Regions from separate parts of the Mus musculus genome. Here regions 2 and 3 are each linked to region 1. The links are chromatin contacts, called in public HiChIP or PLAC-seq and promoter capture Hi-C maps. All regions are on one chromosome and are shown on one strand. Each heading gives the region's core, a stretch centred on a gene start, on an enhancer-like site or on the middle of the called end of the contact. The rest is flanking DNA. Distances are from core to core; before and after follow the strand shown. Region 1 holds the start of Cdan1 (congenital dyserythropoietic anemia, type I (human)). Region 2 holds the start of Pla2g4f (phospholipase A2, group IVF). Region 3 holds the start of Vps39 (VPS39 HOPS complex subunit).

The links. Promoter capture Hi-C pulls out the DNA fragments that hold promoters and counts their contacts. HiChIP or PLAC-seq counts read pairs in DNA pulled down with a chosen protein or histone mark.
Region 2: a contact with region 1 is called in an H3K4me3 HiChIP or PLAC-seq map of bone marrow-derived macrophages, with 2.9 times the contacts expected there. The contact joins the promoter of Pla2g4f here to the promoter of Cdan1 in region 1. A contact is called at or near these places in 2 of 115 datasets of contacts at active chromatin or transcription factors (bone marrow-derived macrophages and large pre-B cells) and 1 of 9 other capture datasets (adipose tissue).
Region 3: a contact with region 1 is called in a promoter capture Hi-C map of liver, with 4 times the contacts expected there. The contact joins the promoter of Vps39 here to the promoter of Cdan1 in region 1. A contact is called at or near these places in 13 of 39 promoter capture datasets (the 3T3-L1 cell line, 3T3-L1-derived adipocytes, the C10 cell line and 8 more), 2 of 484 Hi-C or Micro-C datasets (both in embryonic stem cells), 7 of 115 datasets of contacts at active chromatin or transcription factors (bone marrow-derived macrophages, cardiomyocytes, double positive thymocytes and 4 more) and 2 of 9 other capture datasets (adipose tissue and liver).

Annotation. Positions count from the first base shown.
Region 1 is chr2:120,728,872-120,733,344 of GRCm38.p6, reverse strand. Cdan1 (congenital dyserythropoietic anemia, type I (human)) reads left to right here and starts at 1,828. Exons shown (of 28, transcript NM_026891.2): 1 at 1,828-1,933; 2 at 2,153-2,643; 3 at 2,840-3,046; 4 at 3,246-3,415; 5 at 3,543-3,656; 6 at 3,736-3,814. The coding sequence starts at 1,844. Ttbk2 (tau tubulin kinase 2) reads left to right here. Exons shown (of 16, transcript NM_001024856.2): 16 at 1-529. It also overlaps a transcript of Stard9 not described here.
Region 2 is chr2:120,311,461-120,315,933 of GRCm38.p6, reverse strand. It overlaps Pla2g4f (phospholipase A2, group IVF), which reads left to right and starts at 1,769. Exons shown (of 20, transcript NM_001363073.1): 1 at 1,769-1,988; 2 at 2,815-2,887; 3 at 3,491-3,627; 4 at 3,704-3,829; 5 at 4,130-4,170; 6 at 4,413-4,455. The coding sequence starts at 1,878.
Region 3 is chr2:120,351,286-120,355,758 of GRCm38.p6, reverse strand. It overlaps Vps39 (VPS39 HOPS complex subunit), which reads left to right and starts at 2,622. Exons shown (of 25, transcript NM_178851.4): 1 at 2,622-2,844. The coding sequence starts at 2,772. It overlaps Tmem87a (transmembrane protein 87A), which reads left to right. Exons shown (of 20, transcript NM_001110496.1): 20 at 1-450.

The DNA.
Region 1 (4,473 bases), core at 579-3,078:
TTGCTGTTCCCTGATGCACAGTTCTCATTCTCCTTTGACACCTTTCCTAAATGGCATCTATTTAATCAGATCATTTATTTACAGATTCCAAGTTTTTCAGAAAAGGAGGCACATCTCATTTTGTATTAGATATAATGAGTTCATAAATTATTACTGGCAAATGTTATCAAACTTAGTCATAACCCGAATTCTCTTACTGAACAAGAGAAATAAGTCAATGTTCTGCTGTCCTCCTCTTAATGAGATGCGAAATTGCTCTTTGAAGTTCTTTTCAATGTGTTACATTGTATCCTTTCTCCTTCAAGCATCTTCCCTTTATGTGTTTTTGCTCAGGCAACCATGGGCATAGAGTATTGAAAAACATGCAGTGCTTTTGTATAGGCCATCTGTACATAAAAGTGTAATTATTTATTTAATTTTCTCATTTGTACCATATTAAAGCTTTGTACAGTGTTTTAAGTTCTGTTTTAAAATTATTTTGTATTTTATTTTTATAATCTAGTAATAAAACATTCAGTCCGCATGCAAACTTTAGTGCTATTTGTGTGATGGTTTGGATTTCAAAAAGTGAAAACTATTTCCTAAACTACTAAAGTGTTACAGAAGTGACAGACAACCAAGAGAAGGCCATTTTGGCTAACTTAGACGCTAGGTGAACACCAGGGTTCAGGGGTCTGACGTGCGTGTTCAAGCTGACTTTGATATTCTTCTGTCTCTGCCTGCCAAGCACTGGGATTGCAAGCATCCACTAAATCCAGCACAGAATTAAGTTTTCAAAACTCCCTTTTCTTCTCCTTGGCAGTATGCTAGAGGGATTCCTGCTCCATCTACTGCCTATCACCAAGTGGTCTTCCTTTGAATGAGAGGAACACAGGGCCAATACACTGCTACTTTGTTTTGGAGGAAACTATAGATCCTATATCTTGATTTTTTTTTCTTTCCTTTTACTAAGGAGTATCATCCGAAAGCCTATTATATTTTTCAAAATAAGGGACCTGACAGGAAGTGTAGCCAGAGGGTTAACCAGCCAGTGTGTGTGGAGGAGGGTCGGGGGAGTGTGTCTAGGAATGCCATACTCTTCCAGAAGCTAATCATGAATCCTGACCTCTCAAGTAAAAGAAGTTGAGATATTCCCCTGCTGTAAACTCTTTAATACAATACGTAAGGGATTCAATACAAGTCTGATGGACATTTGATGATTTTATAACATGCCTCAGCATGAACTCTGTCCTCAATTGTCAGTTGATGAAAAAGTTGGCCAATGGTAAAGAGTCAGCCTTTTGAGTAAAAGAGGGGAAGGGGTGGGGAGCTAAGTAGGCCGGGCGCACCCCTTTAATCCCAGCACTCCGGAAGCAAAGGCAAGATAATCTATGAGGTCGAAGTCAGCCTGGTCTACAGAGTGGCCAGGCTATACAGAGAAATCATGTCTCAGAAAAAACAAAAAGGTCAAAACACAAGGTTACTCACTTTATTTTGGTTGAGGAGGGAGTGACTCAAAAAGCTCTACAGTCATGGTCTAAGGCTGTGCTTATGACAGGTGTCTGGTCTCATAGGCTGGTCTCTTAGAGTTGGTCACTTTTCCTGTCTGGTCCCTCTTTCAGACCCGGGTCTCCTCAGGCAGTTCATCTTATCACATTGCTCCAGGGGCCAGGAAATCAGAGAAAGGCGCCTCGCCGCCCTGCAGGCCTGGCTGGCTGGGCAGATCTTCCCGGGCCGCCAGAGCCCCACCCCTCAAGGACCCGCCCCGTCGTCCAACGGTCGATCCCGGTCGCCGGCTCCGCCCCTCCCGGCTGCCCGTGGCGCGAGTGCGCCTGCTCAGTAGCCTCAGAGCGCCTGCACAGGGATGGCGGCCGTTTTAGAGTCGCTGCTGCGCGAAGAGGTGCCGGTCGCAGCCGCCGTGCGGTGGATCGCGCGCAGCACCCCGAGTTCGGAGGTAACAGTGCGGACACGCCCTCAAGCCTGCCTGGAATGTGCTTCCCGCGGGGGATGATGCTTCAGTCCCTTCTCCCAGCCTGCCCTGCCTGACGGCCCGCGCCAAGGGCGCTCGCTCCTCTGCGCGCCGCTGCCGGGCCGCCCACCCTGCGGCCTCAGCCGCTGACGGCCCGCGCTGTCAGCTGACGCTCTCGCCCCGCGACCTCTGCTTCTTCCTCAGGATAGCTCCGAGGTGGCCGCTCTGAGCGCACTTCGGCCTCTGCGGAAGGAATTCGTGCCGTTCCTGCTGAACTTCCTGAGGGAGCAGAGCAGCCGGGTCCTCCCGCAGGGCCCCTCAACCCCCGCCAAGACCCCAGTCGCCTCGGCAGCCTTGCCAGCGAGGCAGGGGGCCCCGGCACGGGGTGGCCGTGGGGCGCGCAGCCAGCTTTTCCCTGCAGCCGAGCCCCTCAGCGCCGCCGCCGAGGCACCTCTGGCCCGCCGTGCGGGCCGCAGGCGGGGTCCGGGACCGGGGCCGTCCCGCGAACGAGGCGGTCGGGGCTCCGGGGCCGCGGAGGAGGGGGCGAGTGGCGAGAGCCCGCCTTGGGCCGGAGGCCGGAAGCCTAAGGGCTCAGGCAGCCCTGGCAGCCCCAGACTGTCGCTCTCTGATCCGCCAAACCTCAGCAACTTGGAGGAGTTCCCTCCCGTAGGCACCGTTCCTCCGGGCTCTGCAGGGTGAGAATCGGTCCTTATTGCAAGATGTTCGCTAAAGCCGAGCTTGGTGCCCCACAGTAGAGTGCGCGATGGTTAGAAGGTTGAGGGTGAAGAAACCACAATGGGGGAGGGTTTAAAAGGGGCCCAACTGTTATGGATGGAATGATGCTTGAAGATAGAAAATTGGAAAAAAACAAAAAACTGTGACTACTCTCAGCAGAACGAAGCCTTCTCGAAGGATCAACCCAACTCCGGTGAGCGAAGAGCGGTCACTGTCCAAGCCCAAGACCTGCTTCACCTCACCCCCAATCAGCTGTGTCCCCAGTTCCCAACCCTCAACCCTGGACACTAGCCCTTGGGGCCTTGGCCTTCCCCCAGGGTGCAGAAGTCTGCAAGAGGAGCGGGAGATGCTCAGGAAGGCGCGGTATGGCTTTGCCGCCACCTGGGATGTCAACTTCCTCCTTATGCGGGACTTGCAGGGATTTTTCCTGAACTTGATTTCTCCCTTCGGGATTCTGGGTTTGCTTCTTGGGCTGTTGATGTCTTCTCTGGCAGAACCTGAATGTGAATGTCGCTGGTAAAGCCAGGCTGATTAATCATGACATCTCCTCCTGTTCACATAGCACCAAGCAACTCCAGCAGTCACCTACCCCAGCCTCTCCCATCCCAGAATCGGGGTCTCCGGTTCCCAGCAGGACAGGAAACCTCACCGCAGAGCCTGCCGACCCGGCCAGAGTGTCTTCTCGACAGCGCCTGGAGCTGGTAGCCCTTATCTACTCCTCCTGCATTGCTGGTGAGTGAGCGCAAAGGGGGCTGCGGTGGATATGCTTGCAAACTACAGAGTAAGAGAGTAGAGGAGGCGCAGAGCCTTGGCCTGCTTGTCAGTGGTACGATGGTATGGCATTTCTCTTTATAAACAGAGAACCTAGTACCAAACCTTTTCTTGGAGCTTTTCTTCGTCCTTCAGCTCCTTACTGCTCGGAGAATGGTGGCCACCAAGGACAGTGACCTGGAATCAAGTCAGGGTGCCCTAGGTCAGTAAGCAAGTCTCACTTTGAGAAATGATGTTTGCAGGTGGGACAGTTCTTAACTAACGGTTTGTTGTTGACCTAGATTCCCTGGACACTCCCCTGTTTCGTAGCATCCATGATTGCGTCTTCTTTGCAGTGCAAGTTTTGGAGCATCAGTTTCAGTGAGTTTTCTAGCTGTGACATTTGAGTCTTATATGTCTGTTTCTAGCCGTGTGGGATGTGCATGCCTTTGCTTAATAGATACAGTTGCCCTAGACCTTACCTGTAACCTTTTGTTGAGGGGGAGGAGATTGTGGTTGGTTTGGTTTTTTTGTTTTGTTTTGTTTGGTTTAGTTTTTGAGTCAGGGTGATACTATGTAGCCCTTGCTGGCCTTGAATCCCCTAAGCAGAACAAGCTGGCCTTAAACCTGCATAGATTTTCCAGCCTGTGCGTCTCAAGTTCTGGAAATGAGGGCATGCACTACAACTCCTGGCCCATCTGTATCATTTGATTTTGTATCAAGGCTGAGTTTATCCTCTAAAAAAATAAATAGCTGGGTTTGGTGCTAAGCAAGGATTGCAAGTTTAAAGACCTGCCCAGGCTGCAGAAAATTGAAGGCCAGCCTTTGAAAAATATTAAGCTGTAGTCCCAAATAATATATACAAAAGAGTCTAAGTATATAGATCACTGGAGTGCTTGCTCATAATATAGAGAGCCCTGTATGCCACAAGAAAAAAAAATAGGGACAACAAACACATGGCAGCTGACCTTAATGTTCATGGCTAATATTCTATCCTACTGTCTTGCTCTCAGCTTCATGAAGTCTCATGTCTTCCTTCA
Region 2 (4,473 bases), core at 520-3,019, 420 kb after region 1:
ATTTTGTTTGTTTGTTTGTTTGTTTGTTTGTTTTCCTTTGAGGGGGAGGTTGCGGGGGCAGAGGGTGGATGTGAAGAGTTGGGGAGTTGAATGGGATTGGAGTACATGTGAAATTCACAAAGAATCAGAAAGTTAAAAAAGAGTAACACTCCTCTCACAAAAGCCTCCATCTGTGGCCAGCACAGCATCTGTGGCTGTGGATGTGTGGCTGATCTCACAAGCACAGAATATTTCCATCATCGCTCTGGGAATCCCAGAATCTAATACACCATTGCTTTGTGCCTCCTGAAGCTCACTATGGCCAGAAGACTCCTGTGAAGATGTGGAATTGGTAAGAGGGAGGGACTCTGTTTGAAAAGTAAAGTTGGCTCACTTTTCCTGGTTCTAAAATGCCAGTTTGGTCCCTCTGTGATACCCTAGCTGTCTGTCTGTGGCTGTCCTGAAGATCTTCTGCCAGTGAAAAGCATCCAGAACTTGAGTTGAGGCATGTCTGTTGAGGCATGGGGAGATGGCTTCCGAGCAGAGAATATGGTTTAAGCCCAAAAGCACTCAGCCAGCTAGAACTCTGCCCCTCCTTACCCAAAGCCCCAGCTTCAGCCTGGGATCCAGGTGCTGAACTATCCATGTTCAGCAAGGGGGCTGGGCTTAGCCATCTCTGAGTCAGATCTCTTTTACAATCTATCTGAGGTGAAGCAGGTCACCACAGTTACGTCACCTCTGGTTCTGGAATTTCTGGTCTGAGCATGGCCTGTTCGTTTGGGAGTTAATTCACCTTTGTGGATGTCATTGCAGCCTCCAGCTGTGGATGTGTGAGGGAGGGAAGGCAGTAGAGATTACCTGGTCGAGATGGGGGTCTTATCTGGTACCTTAAACTGGTCTCACGATGCTGAGTTCAAGTGAGCCTCCTGCCTGTCCTGGGGTTCTGTGTACCACTACCCTTAGCTATATGAAAGGGTTATGGTTAAAGAGATGAAAAGAGTCTCCTAGGAACTTTTGCTAGCCACTGTCCCTGCCTCGCCACCTAGATGACTGTGGTCCACAGGAAAGGACATGACATGCGGTTGCAGCCGGAGCCTCAAAATGGTCATGGACACTTTAAAGCCTTTATCTCTGGCAGTTTAAGGATAGAGAGGCCTGCCTCTCTTCTGTCCTTATTTACAATACCTGGCCATGCCCCCGCCTCTATGCCTGAAGCACCAGGCACTTCTACCAACCCAGGAAAGGAGTCATGAAATGAATCTTTTCAGGGTGTGGGTGGCTTTGGTACAGACATACCATGACCTTTGTGTTAAGGAAATAACTGAGGGAGGCCAAAAGAGACAATAAATGTCAGTGATTCCCCATAAAAACCCGAGCCAGAGATTTCTGTTTCTGCTTAAGAGCTGTGGAGAAAGTGGGACTTGAAGGAGAGATGGTGTGGGGCTTTCTGGCAGCTAGATGAGGTTAGCCCTGATTATAGTACCTCCTGACTTCTGCTAATGGCAGACTAGTTGGAAACAAGAATATCTGGGCTCTTGCCCTACCCATACATGGCAAGGGATGGGAGTGGTGTCTGTTTTTCACAACTAGTTCAGCTAAGCAGGGCCTGAGTTGGAGACCAGAGAGCTAAGCAGGACCCCAAGAGTCTCTTGGAAAGGGAGCAACTTGCCTATTGCCTAGGGAAAGCAGGCTCCACTCATTTCCTGGAGCACTTCAAACCCCTCCTGGAGCACTTCAAACCCCTCCTCCAGCCCCGGTGCCTCAGCCTAGCAGTGGCTCCACCCTTCCCACTCCTGTGCTACTTGTCAGACCTGAGCGACAGTGAATATAGCCAGAGAAAGGGTGGCTCTGGGAAACAGGCAAGCTCCCTACTGGGACCTGAGCTGCTACTGCTGGCCATGCCCTGGACTCTCCAGCCAAAGTGGCTGGCAGGCAAGGGACTTCCCCTTCTTGGAGCCATACTGCTACGGAAGACAGAAAAGAGCGAACCACAATGGAAGCATAGGCGGGTAATGTACTGATCTCACTTGGGAAAAGCTGGCTGGAGTCCTGGGAGATGGCTGGCACCCCGTGGGGACTAAGCCAGCCATTGCACTGGGGTTTGATTTAGGGTGGAACATACCACAGACAACCTGGAAAAGCTCAAACTAGAGAGACAGGCCAAGGCCTCCAAAAAGAAATGATGGCGGCCTGAGACCATTGCCTGTGGTTGGTTTGCCAGGAATGCACTAGTCTAGCTGTATAACCATTGTGGAGAGAAGGGAGAAGGGTTTGTTGGGTTTTCAGGGGGTAGATTAACACCCAGAAGGCTGCAATCTGGCATCATCATTTTTGTTTTGTTTTGTTTTGAGCTCAGTCTTCAATCTAGTGACTTATCAGACCAGAACAAGCTAGGAGACTTGGCTTCCCCTCCCCTTGCCCATTCCTGCCTCTGGTTGGTCTTTCAGCCCCTGCATGGAAGCTGGTGGGTGCAGTGGGTTCTGGCTTTCTCTTTTAGTGTTTGACCTTCTTAAATACATTATCCTAGTGCCCAGGTCACGTCTAGAGGGCAGCTGCAGGCTGACCATTATAAAGCGTACCTAGCTTAGCTGCTCATGGGAACACTAAGAGTTGAGCTGGTCCCCAGATTCCAGGCCCCTCACCAATCCTGACCACCCAGCACCCTGCGCCTTGCAAAAGCTTCCCAGAGCTCCTGGCATAGGAGCATTAGTGACCTGGGCCAGGCAAGTTCTATGGTAAGACAGAGTAGAAACTCAAGCCAGAAAACACTTGAGAGAGGAGATCAGGCCAACCCTAGCTTCCTGGAACTGAGTTCCTAGGGTTCTGTTGTTTCAGCAGGAAACCCACCCATACTACGACCTTCAAGTGAAGGTGCTGAGGGCCAGAAACATCCAGCACACAGATAAGTGTGAGTAATCCTTGCTTTGCTCTCTCTCTCTCTCTCTCTCTCTCTCTCTCTCTCTCTCTCTCTCTCTCTCTGTGTCTGTGTGTGTGTGTGTGTGTGTGTGTGTGTGTGTGTGTGTGTGTGTGTGTGTGTGCTCTCTTGGAGTAGGGTGGTAGGGTGGTGTTAATCATTGGAGGGAGGGTACCTTGGTGTGGTGTGGGGTATAGAGGCATGCAGGCACACTGGAGGGGTGAGTTGGGCAGACTTCAGCCTCCTCCTGACTCTAGGAGGCTTTCTGAGGGTGTGTTAGGCCCCGTTGCCACACATCAATGCCTGCTTTCCAGGAGCTTTGGCAGTACCCACACATGGTACAGAGTTCTATTGCCTGAATCAGGCCATTTCAAGGAGTTACTCAATGGTTTGTGCTACCACATGATCCTTTGAACTGTGGCTGCTGTGGGGATTTCTGTCAGTTGAGTGGGAGGTTACCTGGCTAAGGTAGAGCCTGGAACACCACAGGCAGACAGCCTCCTCTCCCCTTGCTCCTTCCTTTCTGAGTCCAGCCTCCAGGAAACCTTTTCAACAATCAGAGTTTGATGCCAAGTCTCCTCCCCCGCTTACCTGCAGTGTCCAAAGCCGACTGCTATGTTCGACTGTGGCTGCCCACGGCTTCTGTTAGCCCCAGTCAGACAAGGACAGTGGTTAACAGCAGTGATCCAGAATGGAATGAGACCTTTCCCTATCAGATCCACGGCGCTGTGAAGGTGTGGGCCAGTAAGGGGCTGGGCATGGCAGCCAATGACGTCCTCCACAATGCTGACCCTTCAGTCCTATCCCCAGAACGTCCTGGAGCTTGCCCTTTATGACGAGGATGTCCTGGACAGTGACAATGTCTTCTCCATTCTGTTTGACACGAGTACTCTTCAGCTAGGCCAGCCTTGCACAAAAAACTTCACCAGGCAGCAGGTGAGGTCTGCCGGGACTAACAGTAAGTAAATCTCCAGCAGAGGATCCCCTGTCCCCTGGGCCGCTGACAGGAAGCCATCTTGGTTTGACCTTAGTCACTGCTGAGTCTGGAACAGTACCTGGCACGTATTTCTGCATGACTGATGCTCTACATGGAAATGCTACTGCCCCCTAAGCCTATGAGATGCTACTCCAGACTAATCTCCTAGGTCCTAGAGCTGAGCAGAGGTGGGAGGCAGGGGCAACTCCTGAGATTTTTGAAATTTCTTGAAAACTGATGCCTTCATCACCCCTGTGTAGGATCCAAAAGAGCTGGAAGTAGAATTTACTCTGGAAAAGAGGTGAGTCTACTTAGACCTGGTGTCTATCCATTTTACTCCAAATGCCAACCCTCAAGTCTCTCGCTTGCCTTAGAGGCCTGGCTCCCGAGAGGACAGCCTGGTTTTGACACCTATTTGCATGTTGGGTGACAAACCTCCCTATTGCAACCCGATTGTGCTTCCCAGGCTGCTCTGGGCCATATTGTTTTACTAGCCGTAGTAAAGGGTGTGATAGCCCATCACGATCCCTCCGTCTTTTACAGTCAGACGCCTGCATCTGAAGTTGTCACCAATGGTGTCCTGGTGGTGAGGAGGAAAGATGGG
Region 3 (4,473 bases), core at 1,373-3,872, 380 kb after region 1:
CCAAGGGCAGCATTGCAGTCACAGGCCATGCTTGGTTTCCCTTCATGCCATTCTTTGGGATTACACCAGATGCCAAGAGGCACTCTGTGTACGTGCTGTGATTATTCGCCCTGCAAGAGGGATTATCATGCTTCAGAAGGGGAGCTTACAGAGAGGGGACAGGTCCCGTTGCTTTACAAGCAGGTATTCTTGCATGAAGTGGTATGGAGGCCCTAGACTGCTGCTGCTGCTTTTTTTTTTTTTTTTTTTTTTTTTTTTTTTTTTTTTACAGATTGAGGGTTCTAGTTTCTGATGTTGGCTTGGAGACGGCCTATAACATCACCAGGGATGGGTTCACTTGAAGCACTGTATTTCAGTTTTGATCGTTTTATCCAGTTTTGCCTTCCCTAAATTTTTGTTCTACATGAAAAGTTCATGCCACTTTTTAATATAAAAATTTTAACAAAACTAGTGTCTCTCTCATTTATTTCAAATTTTCCCTTCACACCCTTCTTTCAGACCCTAGTAGAGACTTTCTTTCCATGACTTTTACTACAGATTATCTTATTTTCTGTTGAAACATATGACACACCAGAGGAGGGCACCAGATCTCATTATAGATGGCTGTGAGCCACCATGTGGTTGCTGGGAACTGAACTCAGGACCTCTGGAAGAGCAGTCAGTGCTCTTAACCTCTGAGCCATCTCTCCAGCCCATTTTATTTTTATTTATTTATTTTTTAAAATACAACCCAGAGCAACCTTCCCAGGAGTGCCAGTAGGCTGGGCTTTCCCATATCAATTATTAATCAAGAAAATGCCCCCACAGAATTGCCTACAGGCTAATCTGATGGAGACATTCCTTTTAACTGAATTTCCTAAGTAACTCTAGCTTATATCATGTTGACAAAAAGCTAACCAGCACATCATAGTAAAATGTTAATAGCATTTAGGGAACATTTCTCTACAGCTTTTTGCTGTGGTGGCTTTTTGAAATCTACCTTAGGTAGAACCCTTAAAGAACAATAATAGGAAATAAGGTATTGTCTTAAGGTTTTACTGTTGTGAACAGACACCATGACCAAGGCAAGTCTTATAAGAAACATTTGATCAGTTGATCCCATTCTGGATTGATTGAGTCAAACGGATGTTTTAGTAATGTCTCCAGGTGCAGTGGCCTGAAACATTTGATCAGTTGATCCCATTCTGGATTGATTGAATCAAACGGATGTTTTAGTAATGTCTCCAGGTGCAGTGGCCTGGAGGCCAGGACAATGACTCTGTAAAGTGTTTGCCACACAGCATGAGGATCCGGGTTCGTTTGGATCCGTGTCATCCATGTGACAAAGCTAGTGCCCTTAACACTGAGACTAGAGACAGGTGGGTCCCTGGAGCTTACTGGCTTGCCAGTGAGCTAGGCTGGCTAGTTGTAAAAGGGGTGGATATGTCTCAGAAACGAGCAAACAAAAACACAGGCCATTTCTCATAATGTGGAAAACAGCTGAGGAAGACATCTATCTGACCTCTGACCTGAAACATTGGTCAGTAACAGTGGCTCGCCAGAAGTGCTTACCAGATTGCATCTTCATTAATGTATCTGACCTTTGGGCGGGCTTCTCTAACATCTCTTGCAGGTAGATTCTGAGGTTGCTTCCCAACATCCTCCAGTGCACACATAACAGTCCCGTATGCAATCCCTAGGGGATTATGCCCGGGCTAAGGAACATTAGCCTATAATGGCTTTCCTGTTCAAGTGTATGAACTTACTTGAGTTCATACTACTCTCCAAAGTTTGAGTAAAGTTGGAATGAGGTCTGAGCCTGAATTTTTCAAAACTTGCTTGACTAGGCACTAGGAGAGAATCACTGGTCTACAGCTTTAACAATGTAAACCTAAGGTACAACTAAGAATTAGCTGAAATGTAATGATGGTACTGAAGCAATCTATTGACTGGCTAGAGTGTGTCAGACTTGACAGATGTTCACGATTCTAAGCAATCTTATTTTGAAGAAGGTTTTGCAGAGTATGAAAGTAAGGCCTGCAACAATCTATTTCCAAAGAAAAAGAAAAGCCAAATTTCCTAAGTGGTATATCTCCAACCCAAGACTGACGCCAAGGCAGAAGTTCCTTTTTCCTCCGTGGTTGGGAGGGCTGGTTTTTGAGACAGGGCCTCATGTATCCTAGGCTGGCTTCAAACTTGATACGTACTGAAGATAACTCTGAACCTCCTGCGTCCTGGGATGTCAGGCTGCCATCTCTCCTGACACGCAGCCCAGTGAGCTAAATTCCTCTTTATCGCGAGGTCTTCACTAAGTTGACTGCCTAAAATCAGTTTCTCGGGCTGGCGAGATGGTTCAGTGGTTAAGAGCACTGACTGCACTTCCAAAGGTCCTGAGTTCAATTCCCAGCAACCACATGGTGGCTCACAACCATCTGTAATGGGGTCTGATGCCCTCTTCTGGTGTGTCTAAAGACAGCTATAGTGTACTCATATAAATAAAACAAATAAATAAATCTTTAAAAAAAAAAAAAAAAAGATCAGTTTCTCTTCTACCACCACAAACACCAAGGGACTCTGAGCAGCTGGTATGGATGTGAACTCGGGTTGGGGGCGGAGCTTCTGCTGCGGAAGGGGCGGGCTTAAGGCAACAGGAAGTCCGGCGGCGAGGATGGAGTTGTTGCTGAAGGCCCTGTAGCAGGGGTCCCTGGTGGAATACGAGTCTTCCCTGTTTTCGGACGGCAGGCTCCTCCCAGCAGCAGGGGCGGGACAGTGGCGGTGAAGCTCCCGCAGCCATGCATGACGCTTTCGAGCCGGTGCCGATCCTGGAAAAGCTTCCCCTGCAGATCGACTGCCTGGCTGCCTGGGGTGAGCCGCGGGGCCTCGGGTCAGGGAGGCAGCGGCCCCTCACGCCGAGCTATAGAGAGGCAAGGCGTCTGACCCTGTGGGTGGGCTGCGGACGCAGGCTGTCAGAGAGGGCGGACGTGACTGGACCCCGGGCGGCTTGCGTGATTGCTAAGGACAGTCCATTTGTGGACGCTCCGCGCTCTCTCTTGTGCGCTATGCAGTTGGAGGCTGAGCTCACATTATTAATGTGCTCTGTTGGGGCCCATTTCGGTTCCCAAGAAGTCTTGAGTGAAAAGGGCAAAGCCTGCCAGGTGCTTCACCTTGTTAAATGATTGCGGTGTGTTCTAGGTGACAGACAATGTTAGCACCGTATGCTTCAGAGCATTTAGTGTTCACTTAGTTTATTTTTCCTTTTAGTAGTTAGCTCATATAACTACCTTATGTCGTGAGGTGCCCAAGTTACCTGACTGAAGTGGAAGAGCATCATAACAGATTGCTGTGAAACCTGACCCATGCGACCTTGTATACTTTTTCTTGGGATTGACCAATGCAGAAAGCAAGGTCAGCATCCTTCATGTTTTCTGGAGTTCAAGAACGTAAATCTTGGCTCTCAGGCTACATCGAGTGCTTTTCTATGCATCGTTATTACCCATAACAGGCTACGTAAAAATAATTCAGTCTTTTCTGTTAATGTCCATGCCCTAAATATCAAGAAACATCAAGGGCCCATACAAAGGTAAAGTTCAGAATCTGTACGTAGAGTTTACCCTAAGGAAGGCACCACGATGGACCACAAGGAAATGTTGATGGTGACCAGTGTGCCGAGCATCTGTTGCTAGCGCTTCCCAGGCATCCTTGCAGGTTCTTTGTGGCCTCCTTAGAGGGATTCACATCTTTTTTTTTTTTTTTTCCCTGTGCTCTTCTTTGAGCAGCCCCTAGCCTCTGTAAAATAGTACCTCCAATGTAAACTGATGTAGTCCTTTGAATTAGGGAGAGAATAGAACCCAATTTCCTACAGCCATCTCAAGAAAACCTCATTTCCTGGAGGAAAGTGCTCTCAATAGAGAATAATACATGGAGGGGTTCATTTCTCTTTTGTTTCATTAAATATGTTCTGGATACCCACCTGTACCGTTCTCTCTACTATGGACAGGAATACAAGGATGAATGAGAAATAGTATCTGTGTACCCAGAACACTTTGGGGGTCAAAAGCATGAGGACAGGTTATGACACCAGATAGATGATACCAGAAGTGTGTGCTACCTATTTCAACACGTAGGGCAGGTATTCAGTTCAGTCTAAGGCAGAACATCCAAGCAAGATGAGTGCAACTGCCTGCCACACACTTGCCTTAGCGTGTCACAGTCATTGACTGCTCCTCTGAGAGAGACTCATTGACTCCACATTGTCAGAGTAAAGAGGCCACTTAGCTCAGCTCCTCAAGACCAGCTTGGGAATGATAAGTGGCTTTTGTCCTGCTTTGACCCCACACCAAACAGGAGAAATGCCCGGTCCCCTCGGCTACTAAGGTCGCTGCTGGAGTACAGGAAGGTTGTTCACTTTCAGGCTTTAGATAATAACTATTGCTGCTTTAGCACTAGCAATTATTGCTACTTCTAGTCATTGTACCTTTTGTGTATGTTGGTCTG